2 separate regions of the Mus musculus genome follow, and region 2 is linked to region 1. The links are chromatin contacts, called in public HiChIP or PLAC-seq maps. All regions are on one chromosome and are shown on one strand. The core of a region is the stretch at or near the end of the contact, and the rest is flanking DNA. Distances in the headings are between cores, read along the strand shown.

The links. HiChIP or PLAC-seq counts read pairs in DNA pulled down with a chosen protein or histone mark.
Region 2: a contact with region 1 is called in an H3K27ac HiChIP or PLAC-seq map of embryonic stem cells, with 5 read pairs. The contact joins two enhancer-like sites. A contact is called at or near these places in 1 of 39 promoter capture datasets (macrophages), 1 of 15 datasets of contacts at CTCF or cohesin (the G1E-ER4 cell line), 9 of 484 Hi-C or Micro-C datasets (the HPC-7 cell line, brain, cerebral cortex and 5 more), 3 of 115 datasets of contacts at active chromatin or transcription factors (embryonic stem cells and neural progenitor cells) and 3 of 9 other capture datasets (adipose tissue, liver and pancreatic islet).

The regions. Positions count from the first base shown.
Region 1 is chr1:38,820,278-38,827,698 of GRCm38.p6, forward strand. Lonrf2 (LON peptidase N-terminal domain and ring finger 2) reads right to left here. Exons shown (of 12, transcript NM_001029878.2): 2 at 870-988. Among named protein-coding and RNA genes, the nearest start is that of Lonrf2, 13 kb to the right of the region's middle. Within about 2 kb of position 3,829, at least 4 of the 459 cell types and tissues checked have an H3K27ac peak or open chromatin away from gene starts, as enhancers often do. A contact at or near this core is called in embryonic stem cells, where this site is marked.
Region 2 is chr1:38,866,047-38,873,467 of GRCm38.p6, forward strand. Chst10 (carbohydrate sulfotransferase 10) reads right to left here. Exons shown (of 7, transcript NM_145142.2): 5 at 5,555-5,789; 6 at 1,935-2,040. Among named protein-coding and RNA genes, the nearest start is that of Gm51581, 27 kb to the right of the region's middle. Within about 2 kb of position 3,200, at least 7 of the 459 cell types and tissues checked have an H3K27ac peak or open chromatin away from gene starts, as enhancers often do. A contact at or near this core is called in embryonic stem cells, where this site is marked.

The DNA.
Region 1 (7,421 bases), core at 2,579-5,078:
CTGTTACTTAGATTAGGTTTTCATTTTCTCTGTGTCTATCCTGTATATCGTCTTCTGAGTACAATGTGTTGTTCACTTATTTACCAACTCGTAACTCCCAACTGTCATTTTGAGGTCAGTTTCCCTGTTGTGTTTCTAGTTACTCAAAAGTATCATATCGTTCTCCAGTCCTTTGGATTTAATTTCTTGTAACTTTTGAACTTATCTATACAGGATAGACATTTCTAACCCCAAACTGTAAAACTAGAAATTTTCTAGAATGCAAAGCATCTTCAGCAGCGGCTTGATGTCAACATAAAGCTTTGTTTCATGCACAAAACTTTAAAAATACTGTATGAAATCATATGAAAGTTTTAATTATTTTGTAAGCTGTATATAAAGCATCAAGTAATGCCTTGTCTATGCCTTGAGTTATATCATTATATATGGGACTATCCTCAAAATATGAAAGTTTTCAAAATCCCCAAATTCATCTGCTCCCAGGCATTCTGAACAACGATTCTGAGACTGTGCTGATGGCTCACTATTGAGCTAAACAGTATACAGAGTAAAGCACATTAGCAAATAAATAGCAAGAGAAAAGCACATTTCTGTTTAAGCATTATCTGAATCCAGGAATAAACTTGGTCTGGTAAATTAGATTTAGTATGAAATAATTGCTAAATTCAGACTACTATAAGACAGAGAAGATATGCACTATCTTTACAATCATGCTAACTTATGAATAAAATACCATGACCTAGGGCTGGGATGATGTCTTAGCTGTACGAGTGTGAGGACTTGAGTTCTGATCCCAACCATCCATGTGGAAACAGCTGGAAGGATGGCATCCTATGAGGGGAACAGGTCAATTGACAAGCATAAATCACCTTGGTCAGGAGAGGTTCCCTCTGACAAACTGCTTCAGCATCCTGCAGGGCTTGATCATAGTTCTTCATGGTTAAATATAACTCAGCTCTCAGCAGCAATAATGAGTTGTCATCCGGGGCTGGTAGACAGGAGAAATATAAATGACTGCATTTTAAAATACATTGTTTCCAGCCATTAAAAATACTGTTGGAAAGTAAGCACAAAGACAAATCTGAAGCAACTCCTCCCGGTGCTCATATGTAGAGTTCACTCGTTAAATGGGTATAAATTACAGAGTTTCTTTTAGGAAAACAGAAACAAATTTAATTAGACTTCGGAATGCATCAAGAAAAACAAACTGATACGTACTGTTCCTTTAAGCACACTAGTGCAATGTCCAATAATAAATCAAGGAATTTCTTAGCACAATAATCCAAATCTAAAATGCTTTCGAATCTGAGCTTCAGGTTTGAGGGTATTTCAGACTTTGGATTTTCAAATTAGAGGTGGAAGACTTAAAGAGAGAAAGAGAGCCTTTAAAGTGTGAAACACTTCTAGACTCAACGATTTTGTACCAGAGAAAGCCGTGCTGCTTAATTAGGTATTTTTAAAGGGACACCTTAAATACATTTCATGGGAAGCATGCTAAGAGATTCACACTTTAAAAAATAACAAAGGCAGCTGTGAGATGGCTCTGTCAGTGAGGCGCTCACCATACAATCATAAAGACCTCAGCTTGGATCCCAGCACCGAAATAGAAAAAGAACAGGGCAGGTGCACTGAAACACGCCTGCAGTCATGGCACTGAGGAGGTAAAGCAGAGCTTGGTCCCCAGTCGTGGACACCTGGATTCATGTGAGAGAAACAGCTGACACCAATGTTTATCTCCACATTCATATGCACCTACACTGTACACACACATGAACACATACCTAAGGAAGGGCTCCACTAGACCTGAGCATGGTGAGCACGGCTCTTCCCCCACTCCCTCTGCCTTGCTAAAAATTGTTAGATTACATTTCTAAAGCTAGACACCCCCCAAGATCCATTCCCTTATTTAGCCATTTCCTCTTCCTGAGACTTACTACCAAGGTCCAGCTGTCAAATTATTGAATACTAGCAGTCAGAAGTCCCCTTAGGCTCGCCTAATTAACATGCCCAATTAAAATTAAATACCTGGGGTTTCTCCTTGTACCTTTATAAACTGTCATTTGCCTATGGGCCACGTCTGTCTCATCTCTATCCAGAGGTGGTCCTTTGTCTCCTCCTCCTCTCCCTAGCTGCTTTTCTCTTCTTCCTCTTCTTCTAGCTCCCATCTTTGTCCCTTTGTCCCCACCCTTTGTTCCTCTGAAGCAGATAGATCTCCTTGTGCTGAGAATTTGGTCTTAGGGTGTCTTGTGCAGACACTGGTCCTTTTGCATTCATACATGTCACACACCAAGAAAATTCAACAGAAGAGTAAACTGTCAGGACCTGCCTTTTCGTCCTTTCTGCTCCTGTAAGTAACCCCTCGCCCACATTTCTGTAAGTAACCACAATAAAACTCACTGGTTCAACAATTTGGACTTTGTCAGTGTCTGGTTTTTGGTCTGCCTACCTACCTATTTGGGGTACCTATTTGGGGTGAGTAGGTGTGTGTGTGTGTGTGTGTGTGTGTGTGTGTGTGTGTGTGTGACATCTTCCCAGGAAAAGTATATCATATCATATATCACTCACTTGCTCACTCTTGTTTCTGGTAATACAGGTCTATTATGGAACTCTTTGGCATAGAGAGAATATTTCTCTTAAGGTTCAAAGCTCTTCCAACACCAACATCAAGTGAAAGTGTTTATGTTAGTTCTGATCCACAATGAGACCTTATATGTTCCATCTTTGACCATGTATACATACAGACTTTGAGGTGCTCACTGGCAAAACTCACAAGCAAATGTTGTTTAAAGCTTTTTGTATATGCGTATGGGTGATTTCCCTTCATGTAAATCTGGGTACCACATGCATGTCTGGAGCCCTCTGAGGCCAGAAGAGGGCATCAAATATCCTGAAACTAGAGTTACAGATGGCTGCCATGTGGGCTCTGGAAATCAAACCCAGGACCTCTGTAAGCGTATCCAGTGCTCTTAACCTCTGAGCAATCCCTCCACCCCCAAGTGTATTTTTTTAAACAACATTTTCTCTATTCTTGAGAATCTACATATGAATACAGTAGACTGTGATCATATCCACTGCCATCTCCCTATTCCAGCTTCATTAATGTCCTTCCCAAGTTCATGGCATGTACAGGCTGCAGTGACAGTTTTCCTTCCCACACCCCTCCCTCCCCCTTAGGATACCTTTTAGAAAACCTCCAGCCGCTACGCCTGGCATCCAAAATGAAGGGCTTGAGACATGTTCACCTTTGCATTCAAACAGCCTCAAGACCCCTTAGATAACTGATACAAATGACCACTGAATGGCACCTAGATCCCAGTATTATTTGAGACTTTCACAAATGCTGCAGCTGTAGGGTAAATGGAAAGAGATTCCATAGGTTCAAGCTATCTCTTACCTCCACTCCAAACCATCTTTCTGTCCTTCCTGTTCCCTAACAAAGCTCCATCTAGCTATGAAGTCTGAACATCGTACCCCAGTTGGGAGATGGGAGTCACGGGAAAGCATTTGTCATAGCCATCCATCAAGCATGAGCAAAACACCAAGTATACACCCTGCTCTCTTTACTCCTGGGTGAAGTCAGGATAGAAGATGCGCTCTAACACTCCTCAAAGATCCCTAACACCATCCCTCCTAGATGATACTGATCTGTCCTCTCTGCCCTCACAGTCATTTCATCTCTCATTTCAGACTTTAACCTCCACACATCAGCTACCTAACAGCACACTTCCTGGCTGCTTTAGAATTCTCGTTGTGTGTCCCTCCCAGGTCAGACCATCTGTAGCCCCACCCACTGGACTACTAGACTCTCCATAACCCTGCCATTTACATCTCAATGTTCACAGTACCTTGATCTTTGCAGCACTTGAGTTTATGACTGCCTACCTGCAGGTTGGTCTTATTCCCTGCTGTTCCTTTTGCAAAAACTAGGGGTGGTACCCAGTGAAGAGCCCTTGCCAGTTCCTATCACAGGGCTTATAGCAGTCTGCAAGACAAATGAGGTTTAGGTCCTGTCCTTCCTCAGTCCTGGGTATAACCACCTGAGCAGTGGGTGGGACTAACTGGGTCCCTAGCTATTTACTATAGATTCTCCTCTGAGGGCATCCAGTGAGTAGTTCACACCACCCTTACCCTCCAGAGCCAAACAGACTCAATGGCTGCCCTAGTGCTGCAAAATCAGCACTAAAAGCAGAGAGATCATCTTTGTCTCTTCCTCAGGGAGGAATGTTGCTTCTGTGTTACACAATCTGATATAGTCAAAGACAAGACTGGACAACTCCAGGAAGATCTCCAAAACAAATGCAGGAAACAGCTCGATGCCTGTGGCCAGTGGATCACTGACAGTTAAAGTAAAACTGGATGCTACCTGTCTTAAGATTAAAAAAAAAAAAAAAAAACCAAAAAAAAAAAAAAAACCAAACAAACAAAAGTTACAATGCCCTCCATGTACATATGAGCAACATTATTTGGGCTGAGTGGGTTATCAAAAAGAAAAGAAAAAAAAAAGAAAGAAAAAGAAAAAAGAAAAGAAGAAAGAAAACATTTTTAAATTGAGAATTTTCACTATCTAGAAGGCATACAATTAATTCTTCTCATAGGACCTGCCTTTAAAAAAAAAAGCCCATTGTTATACCAGAAATATAACTGTAGACTAATAATTTCCCACTGAAAGATTAGGTAAAGGTTCCTTAGCTGTACGATCACATGCATTTTGATACCTCTCCTTTGGAGGTTTTTAGAAATCTAATGGAAGATGCTACTGGAACTACAAGCTGAGCTTCAGAGACCAATCCATGGGCCCTACACCCTGTGCCCACCATGCTCATTGCTCTCAGATCCTGGCAGTTTGCCAGCTGGTTCCCTTGGGTTTTTCCCATAGCCACATTGTGTGTAGACAATTTACTTTCTGCTACTGTAATCTTTCCAGCCCTTCCCCTTCAGTCTCTTGTTGTGACATACTGAGATTAACCCTCCCCCTCTCTCAGTGGGGATTAAATCAGAGCCTCATTGCCACCCGACTCTTAAGTTTAAAAGACTATGTATGTCTAGAGCTGGGGAGATGGCTCAGTAGTTAAGAACACTGGAGGTTCTTCCAGAAGATCTGGGTTCAATTCCCAGCACCCACATGGTGGCTCACAGCCATGTGTTCCTCCAGTTCCAGGAGAGGTCATACCCTTTTCTGGCATTTGACAGCACAGCAGGCACATATGTGTCAAACAGCTAAGGTGGTGCCATTTTGTCCTGACTTTATTTGGAGATGTTCCTCAGTCTTCCATCCCAGCAGCCACAGGCACCATGGAAGTGCTTTTGGTGAGACTGTCCATGCCCTGACCATGTCCAGATGTATTAACCAGAACAACTGATGTCTGTGCCGGCTAAAACATAAAACTGAAATAAATAAGTGTAAGTTAGAGATAACTGTCATGTAGGCCTGGAAAAATACCATTAAGCTCTGTAAAAATATAGATGCTGTTCCTACCCTTAAAAAACCTGATGTGATTGTGGGTTCTGACTTTAAAAAAATGCTGAACACTTGAGTTTCTGCACCAAGAGGCTCTGAGAAATGAGTTCTTGGTCACCCACTTAAAAAAACTCATATGCTTCTAGTTGGTTTAATTAGTGTGTTCTTCAGTAACTCCCACACATGGATCATTCCACATGCCTGAAAAACATCCATCCATATAAAATCTTAACATTAAAGATTACATCCAATCACTGATAAAATTAGCCAGGCTACCTTCAGTCCTCGATTCCTAGCACGGGGTGCTGTGTTCCAGGAGGAGGCTGCAGAATCTGAGAGATGGAAGTACTGTGTCTTCCTCAACCTGTTCCAGTGGATTATGCTAAGTGACTTGTCTGATACCGAATTATCCTCATATTCTTAAAGCAGGCTGCTAGACTCCGGTACTAAGGCATTCACTCGGGATTTCTCATCTATGCACATGCATAAGATTGGTTCACACATCTTATCTCATAAAAGGAGATGTAAACGTTCCTGTGGTTTTCTATGGTCTGGGATATAAAGGAATCAAGCTCTGAAAGTCTTTTTGCCTTGCTGGAAGATGACAATCCCTCAGCAACATTGCAGCTTCTTTCAGATTAGTCATTCACATCACCCTTGTGCTTCTTCCTGGGCCAGTTCATGACAAATGACACAGCCCTCAGATGCAACACCTGAATTTGAAATCCACCATCCCTCTGCTTACACAAGCTATAGGCTAGCTTCGTCCTGAGGTCGACTGGGTTAAGGATACCTCTCTGCTCTTTCAGATCACTCTTCTTTCTCAACAAAGCCTTAAGGTTTACTCTTCCCATTCCAAAGGCTGCTTTTCCTGGAGTCCAAAACTAATGAGATTCACTTCTCACACAGACATCAAATGAATCAAACCATCTTCTAATCGGGGAGACTTAAACTGATGAAGCCAAGGGAAACTGTCTATAAACCACTCAAAGATCAATGGGAGAGGAAGAGCAGCATTTAATTCTTTTGTGTGGAGGGAATGTATGTCAGAAATCTTACATGCACACCTGCCAAGTCACTGATGCAAATTTCAGAAGGGTCATCAGTTAACTCCCCTGTAAGAAGGTGTCAGGAGGCCTCCCGAGACACCGCCTGTGAGACAACCAGAAGAATGTGTATTTTGTATTTCGAGTTTAATTGAAGCCCATCCTCCGGCTGCTCAGAGTGAGCCTGCATGGTGACAAGCACAAGCAGAATGGAGTCACTGCTCTGCTGTCAAGGCTGTTGAATGTGTGAGCCAGGCAGTGTAGAGAACCTCAGTATTTAGAAGAAGTTCAATTAACCAACATCTAAAGCCGTAGAATTTGTGTTGGGTCTCCGGAGACAACAATGGTGAGCAGCAACACTCTCAAGAGCTGCCGCCTCAGGGTGATGGAGGACTGACTAAGTCCACATCTTAAATATGTATTTTGAACTTTTACTTGAGTAGCCCTGAGGTCACCACCCAGGCCATTCTCAGGACAAGTTCGTCGTGCGTGCTCTCACTTGGCAGATCCCTGGTAAGAGTGACCACCATTCTGACTCAATCACTAGCAGATGATGCAAACACCTTCCAGTCATTTCAGACTTCTGAGGAATTTTTTTGCAGTTAATTTCTGTTTTCTGTTTGTCATTACTGACATAATCATCACTGATCTTCCTATACTGACCTTCTATATTCAACAATCTTGATAATTCTCTTGGATTTTCTGGTAGTTCTCCTGTGGTATGCTGATAAGGCACCTGCAGGTGAAAGTTTTAACTTTTCCAATCTAACACCTTTTTTCATTTTCCCCTCATGGCACTGGCTAGCACCTTCAGTTTAATGCTAGGTAGCAGACATGACAGTGAGCACCTCTGTCCCTTCTTTAGGAAGACTCAGTTTTTCCTCATGGGGGACTCAGTTGTTACATCAAACCTGTCA
Region 2 (7,421 bases), core at 1,950-4,449, 45 kb after region 1:
AAAATAAGGTCAGAGATGAGGCAAATGCTCCAAGAGGTAATAGATAAGAGGGTAGGAGAGAGAGTCACACCAGGCTAGGCCCTGCGGAGTATGTCTCAAGTGCACAGTGCACTCTGAGTACGATGCACTGAACTTTGCTACCAACCCATTCTACAGGTGAGGAAACAGAGGCTTAGCAAACCAGGAAGCCTCTGAGGTTGATGTGAAACTGTTGAATCAAAGGTTTGTTTTACTTGGCTGATTGGAAACTTCAAAACCTTTTACGAGTTTGGTTCCTGGGCAGGAAATCTTTAGGGCTGGAAGTGTGAGTCCGTATTTAATGAGGCTGGAGGCTTATTTTATGGGCATAGCTTTAAAGATTCCAGCCCAAACTCTCAGGGGTTATAAAAATGAAAGGGAAGAGTTGGATCCAGGCCACACAGTTCCCATAGGAAGATGCCCCAGGCAAGCAGCAGCACAGTAGGGGCACGGGCTCTAAGGGCCTGTGGTGGTGTGGCAGGGGCAACAGAGATAGCAGTGTCTGTGGCAACGCTACCCCCATGGCGCACTTACCTGAAAGCCAGAAGCTCTTTGTTGTCCATGAGCTGCCTGTCTTAATTTATGCAGTCTCACCAAGCCCCATGAAGATTCCCTTAGAGCCCAGGCCACACCTAGGACAATTTCTGGCCTAAGTTTGTAGAGTTGTGAAGACTGAGTTACCCAAGGCCAGAAGCAACAAAGAACAAAGGGCTGAGAAGCAAGGAGGGCCAAGCCCAGGCTGGACCTGACACTGAGGGGCAGTTCTTGTATTCTGACCCCTTCAGTCTGGCTCTGTAAAGCCACCTTACAGCTAAAAGGGAGAACTTTGCCTCTCATCCGCTGCTGACTATACTGCCATTGTCTAAGGGGCTTGTCTTCTGTGATGGACCTGAACACACTACTACCCCAGTGGGAAGTACATGCAGACGTGGGCATGGTACCCTGGCAAAGTGTACAGCACTTTTATATATATATATATATATATATATATATATATATATATATATAATGGAGAAATGATCCTATTTAGTAAGGAATCCATAAGAACTTAACAAAACTGAAACACAAAGTGCTACCCACTTCTGGCAATAATCGGATGCACACTTTAATGGCCTTTGTGACGAGTTGGGAAAGGGATTCTGAAGTTCTCAGGAGGCTGAGATATGCAGTGAACAGGACACTAAGAACACTGTTGGCTGCTGCATGCCAACACAAAACAGTGGGCCCCATGGTCCCCACGGCCCTGTGCATCACACAGCAAGCACAAACTGAGCCTGGAGCCCTGTGGACCACACAGCAAGTGCAGACTGAGCCTGGAGACCTGTGGATCACACAGCAAGGACAGACTGATCCTGGAGCCCTGTGGATCACACAGCAAGGACAGACTGAGCCTGGGGCCCTGTGGATCACACAGCAAGTGCAGACTGAGCCTGGGGCCCTGTGCATCACACAGCAAGCACAAACTGAGCCTGGAGCCCTGTGGATCACATAGCAAGGAAAGACTGAGCCTGGAGCCCTGTGGACCACACAGCAAGTGCAGACTGAGCCTGGAGCCCTGTGGACCACACAGCAAGTGCAGACTGAACCTGGGGCCCTGTGAATCACACAGCAAGTACAGACTGAGCCTGGAGCCCTGTGAATCACACAGCAAGTACAGACTGAGCCTGGAGCCCTGTGGACCACACAGCAAGTACAGACTGAGCCTGGAGCCCTGTGGACCACACAGCAAGTGCAGACTGAACCTGGGGCCCTGTGGATCACACAGCAAGTGCAGACTGAGCCTGGAGCCCTGTGGACCACACAGTAAGTACAGACTGAATCTGGAGCCCTGTGGACCACACAGCAAGTATGGACTGAGCCTGGGGTTTTGCTGAAAAATCACCCTTCCCCTTCCCCTCTGAAGAAGTTGCCCTTACCGCTTCTGAATTCCTATTTTGCTGAAGGAAGAGAGGCGTGGAAGGCCATTTTTCTCATGGTCATGGACTACATTTTCAGGAATCTCTTCAATGGAAGAAAATGCTCCTGGGGGGAACAAGAGGAAAGGGTGCATGGGTTACTTCAGTCTGACCCTTACAGGTGCCATCAGTGTCATCCCAGGCCCCACAAGCTCCATAGCACACAGGAGAAGCCCACAACCAATGTCCATGTGTACACTCCTGAACTCCAGCTGTCCTGCTGGAGGCAGTAACATAATGGAGAGCCGTTCTTCTATCCAGCAGCTGACTGAAGGAAAGAAGTTTCTGTTGGGAAAGGGAAGGAAACAAAAAGAATATTGACCCCCACGGCCCTGTTGATGTACCTAGGAGGCTAAATCTTCCTAAAGCTGGTATTGCTCTTTCTATCTGATCTCTGAGATGGCAGGAGATGCTGGAGGGACATGGCATGGAGCACGTACGTATCCAGCTATGCCCCTCATCTCCATGGCAGACTGTGCTCTTACAGCACAGGACTTCCAGAGCATCAGTGTCTCACAAACCTCATGGCAACCCACACGGCAAATGACAAAGGTTCTGCAGTTCTGATGCTAAGGTCCTGCTCCCCAGTTGGTTCTTGGTCTGTCAGTAAAGAAGCCATGGGCCAATTGCTGGACGGGAGGGATAGGTGGGACTTCTGGAGGCAAGGGGAGAGAGAGAGAGGGAGAGAGAGAGAGAGAGAGAGAGAGAGAGAGAGAGAGAGAGAGAGAGAGAGACCACAAGGAGAGGAGAGGCAGTGTGCCATGCTTTTGAGGGAGATCTCCGGTGGAGTGGCCATACAGGCAGGGGCCGGGGATGTTTAGCTGAGACTTGATGTAACTGAGCAACTAAAGTTTAGGGCAGGTAGAGAGGTGTGGAGATAAGAATATTGATAAAGGGCACACTTCTCCAGGTGGGAGAAAAGTAGCGTCCAGTAATTGTGTCAAAAGGCCAGTTGAAACAGAACAACTGCCTGTGTGTCTTTAATCCATGGATTCAAGGGAAGCGGGTAGGGGCTGGTAGCACAATCCAGCAAAGGCTACATGCAACACTTGATGGAAACACCTAGCTGGCACCAGAAGCAGGGAGGACATGGCTGAGAAGTGGGGCCAGGTTTCTGTAGAGGATAGGGGAGGCGGAGACTTTTCTTTTCTCAATGGAGACAAAGGGTGATAGGAGCCTGAAGGGTTTCCTTAGCTTCTGTGAGCTATAGCATCTGGCCTTATCCTGACCCAGTGCTGTCCCCATAAGGAAAAAGCTCTCTCGAGCCACCCATACGAGAGGCACAGCCTCCCCTCATTCATTCGTCTTCTTCCAACCACTTATGCCCTGTTCCAGAGCCCTATGTAGTTGGCACATTTGACCATGATGAGGGGTGTCAGACCCTGAGGAGACTCAATTCCCCCAAATTCTGGCGGTTGGAAAAATAAAAGCCAGCGCTCCTTGAGAACTTGTAAAGCCGGTTCCCCATTCCGAAAGGAGCCATTGCTCTCTTCACTGGCCAAGGGAACAAATAGTTATTTGTGATGCGCTTCAGGAAGATCTCTTAGCATAGCAAAGCACAAGATGCCCCCGGGGCTCCCACAGTGTCACAAGAACCTGTTGTATATCTCAGGGTCTAATGCTAGGATCCTGGCTCTTCTTGCCTCCTCCTGACCTAAAGTGCTCCCAGCTCAGTCTCTGCTCCTCTACCCCTCCCCCACAGCTCCTCATGCTCCTTATAATCCTGTCATTTCTTCAACATGCTCTCGCTTTGTCTTCTCTTTGCCCCCCCCCCCCACCCGGCCTCTTCCACCACTACCTCTCTCTTCCCCTGCCTCTTCCACAGCCAGGTCCAGTCTGCTGGCTTTCTCTCTCTGCTCTGGATCCTCCCAGATGCCTGTGGCTGTTCTCTCTCACATCCATCATAAAACCTCCCCCTTAACCTTCCCGAGGAGCAGACATGCCGTCAGTTTACACAAGGAGAGAATGGAAGAGCCGGTGGTTTGGACTTGTGCCTGGGTCCACTCCACTCACCGTCCAAGCATACTGGGAGGTCAGCTGAGGATGGCCACGAAGACCTCCCTGCTTTACATGGCCTGGCCAGCCCATGCCTACACATTTAGCTTTAGGTTTTTTTCTTCTCTGTTTTAGGAAGTAGCATTGCATGACTTCACATGGTTATACAAACCAACAAGCTGACTTTTCCTACTAGACAACGCAGTGAGATGGATGATAAAGGCTTTCTTAAAATAAGTTTAATTTTTCTTCTCACTGACCATGTTGTGGGTGTCAATGTCAAGGGGGCAGGAGGGAGTTCTTTGTTTTCAATTTAAAAAAAAATTATAACTGAAAATGTACTGTAACTGATTAAAACAGGTGATTCTGACATACACAGGAAGTTTGCGCTGTGCTTGTGAGTCCCAGAACTGTCAGGGAAGCTACACCAGCAGGTTGTGTTGACACACATATTTCATGTAGCCTTCTTCTATTTCCTCCCACCCTTGTGAGTGAGTTATGATGCTTCCCACTGCCATGGCCCCTATGTGAGCCTCTCTGTGTATTCTTTGTTTCCAATTTACCTTATACTCTTGATCTCCCATTCAGAAATCCAACATGCTGGCATATTATTCCTGGGACACATTAACTTCATACCGTGGATGTATCCAGGAGGCAAGGCCTTATCCTTTTTGCCCTGAGACTGACCTTTACAAAGTGCAAAAGGCAGCTGGCACTGGCCAGTAATGCCAGGAGTGGGTGTGGGAGCTGTGGGCACAATGCTGAACCCCAGGAACCTGTCCCACGGTACCCAGGGTGTGACTTCTGCTTGCTGGAACTCAGTCAGTTGGAGCTAAGTTTTAACAGACACCCTATGATAATTTTAGGCCAGTTTAGACTAATTGGAATTGAAACAAACCTGGTGTCTAAGCAGAGCAGTGGGTAATCAGAACTACAGTGTATGAACTCATGTTTCCACAATTTAATTCATTTCCCCAGTAAACATCAGATTTGTCCGAAACAAGCTAACTGAATGCTTTATGTCTAAGGCAGAACACAAGGTGTAGTTTCTCTCTTTCCAGCCAGCAGAGAAAGTCTCGGTCTACAAGTGAAGCTGCCCGAGGTCCAGGAGGCAAGAGTCTCCTCCTAGGCTCTGGCTATGGGTTCTTTGAAATTAGGGTATTTCAGGAATATGGGAGCCTGGCAGTACCCAAGACAGACTTAGCATGTACCATGGAAAAGAGGAAAGACTGATGGGAGTGGACAAGCTGAATGAGGATGGCCAGCCATGTCTGTGAAAACCCAGGAAATCCTGCCCTTGGTTCTGACCGAAACATCTTAGTTAGAGCCACCAATGGGACCACAGCTCAATGGTAGATAGCCTGCCTCGCAAGCATACGGCCCTGGGTTTTGTGCCCAGCACTGTAAAGACAGAACCAATAAGTTAACCCCTCCAATTTTTACAGCCTAACTGGAGTGTGGAAAACAACACAGAGAACCTTCAGAAAGGTTGTGGGTCTTTTCAGAAGAAGCCACCCCATCCTTCAGTGCCAGCCTCAACCCCTCTCCCATCACAGAGGTCCCCCCGCCCCCCACGCCACACATACCATTTAGGACGATCAGCACTTTCTTCCACTGGGTGTTGCCCACCTTGGGAGTCTGACAGAAAAGAATCTTGTGCTTGTCACAGACAAATATTCGATCCAGGACGAACTTCGAGACCTCGGTGTGTGAGAGGTTCCGCAGAGCCTCCTCCTTGCAGGTGTTTCTAATGAGCTCCAGCCGCTCCAGATAAACCGGGGGCTGATCAGGACGGCTGTCCGAAAGCATCTTCCCAGTTGGCTGTAAATGAGAGGGATGGAGGAGGCAGAGGGATTGTGGTTATAAAGCAGCAGGAGACCCTGAAGCCCCCTTCTCTTGACTTCTTCCCATCTCTACAGTGACAAACACCATCTCCTGCCACTTCGTATGCCTCTTCCACACCCTCCCTGCACAGCCCTGCTGAGTTTAAAAGACAGGCAGGGACAGGCGCCCAGGAGAACAGATGTCCACCCGATTCCTGTGGTTATTCTAGAAGACTGATCCGATCAACTGAAAGGATGGGTACACTGGGGTTCTGAGTGAAGAGGCCACATACGGAACTACTTCACAATGAAGAGAACATCCCTGAAATGAGCAGTCCTGGACCCAAGCCCTCCTCCATCTTCCATGACTCTGAAGGCCAGCAGGACCATTCGCTCCATAGCTGCTGAGTCTTGACTGGGTGAGTGGCAGCAAGGTCCAATGGGGACACTCAAGAAAGCCTTAGCTGGGTCAAATGTGAGGCATGGAGAGCGTGTGCATGTGTGTGTGTGCACATGAGCACAGTCATGGTATGTGTGGGGAAGCAGGGGGGCTGAAGAGGAAGAGCTGAGGGGAATGGATGGGTAAGAGGAGCTCTGCCAGTAACCGTATAGATTACTGTTCAGAAACCCTTACTGACCGTGATGTGTGCTCTCTCTCTCTCTCTCTCTTTCTCTCTCTCTCTCTCTCTGTGTGTGTATGTGTTATCTAAGAGGCATTTTGAATTTGTAAGGGACCACTACAGGGTAAGATCTATTTTCCCTGATGTGGCCTCTTTTCAGTGGGGACCCTCACCTGGAACTGCTTTGCGAATAGCTCACCTGCCCTTGTGGTATTCTCTATTCATGTACTTAAATATTTTCCATGAAGGCTCTGCCCCCTTGAGTTGTCACAACAGAGTTTTGCAGACCTGGCCTTTCCTACGTGAATGTCTTGCTAAGAAACCATGATGGTGCCTGTACCTCTGACTGGGATGCTTCTGTTCTGACTGGGTTCTAATTTGCCATTTTCATTCGGTGAACCAGGCGGCACCTGCCCTTTGCCCCAGTCTAGTCCAGAACTGGCAAACATCACTAGCGGTGGATACTTCATCCTTTCCAGCCAAATTGTGATGAGCTGCACTTTCCGGACTCAGCATGAGGACTGGCAAGGAGAAGGACCTTCGTAAGCTTACCCCTCTCCCTGGACAGAGAACAAGGAGAGTTATGTGTAATGGCCCTGCAGCAGCATCGAGGACTCCATGGAAGCAGAGAGTCGAGCTGGCCCTGCTATCTGCTGTGCAGATCATCTGGGGGCCTCTCCCTTGCCCTGGATTCAGCTTTCTCCTCCGTAGAGTCTGGAGTCTGGTCCCATGTTCTCTCTGATCCCAGAATTCCACACGGTCAGAAATCTTTCCACATTCCCAGTTTCTTCCTGACCCTATTCAATACTCTCCATCCCCCAGTGAAGTCATGACTTCGTCTGTCAGGAAGGGATTCTGCACAACCGACGCCTACAGAGAACCCACGGTGAGGGATGTAGCATAGCCACCTCACCAAACCCAAGCTAAAACAATGAACAGAAACAGAAAACAAAGGAACTCCAACTTGAATAACCCTTGCTGTCCCTTATCCAAAATACTTGGGGGCAGAA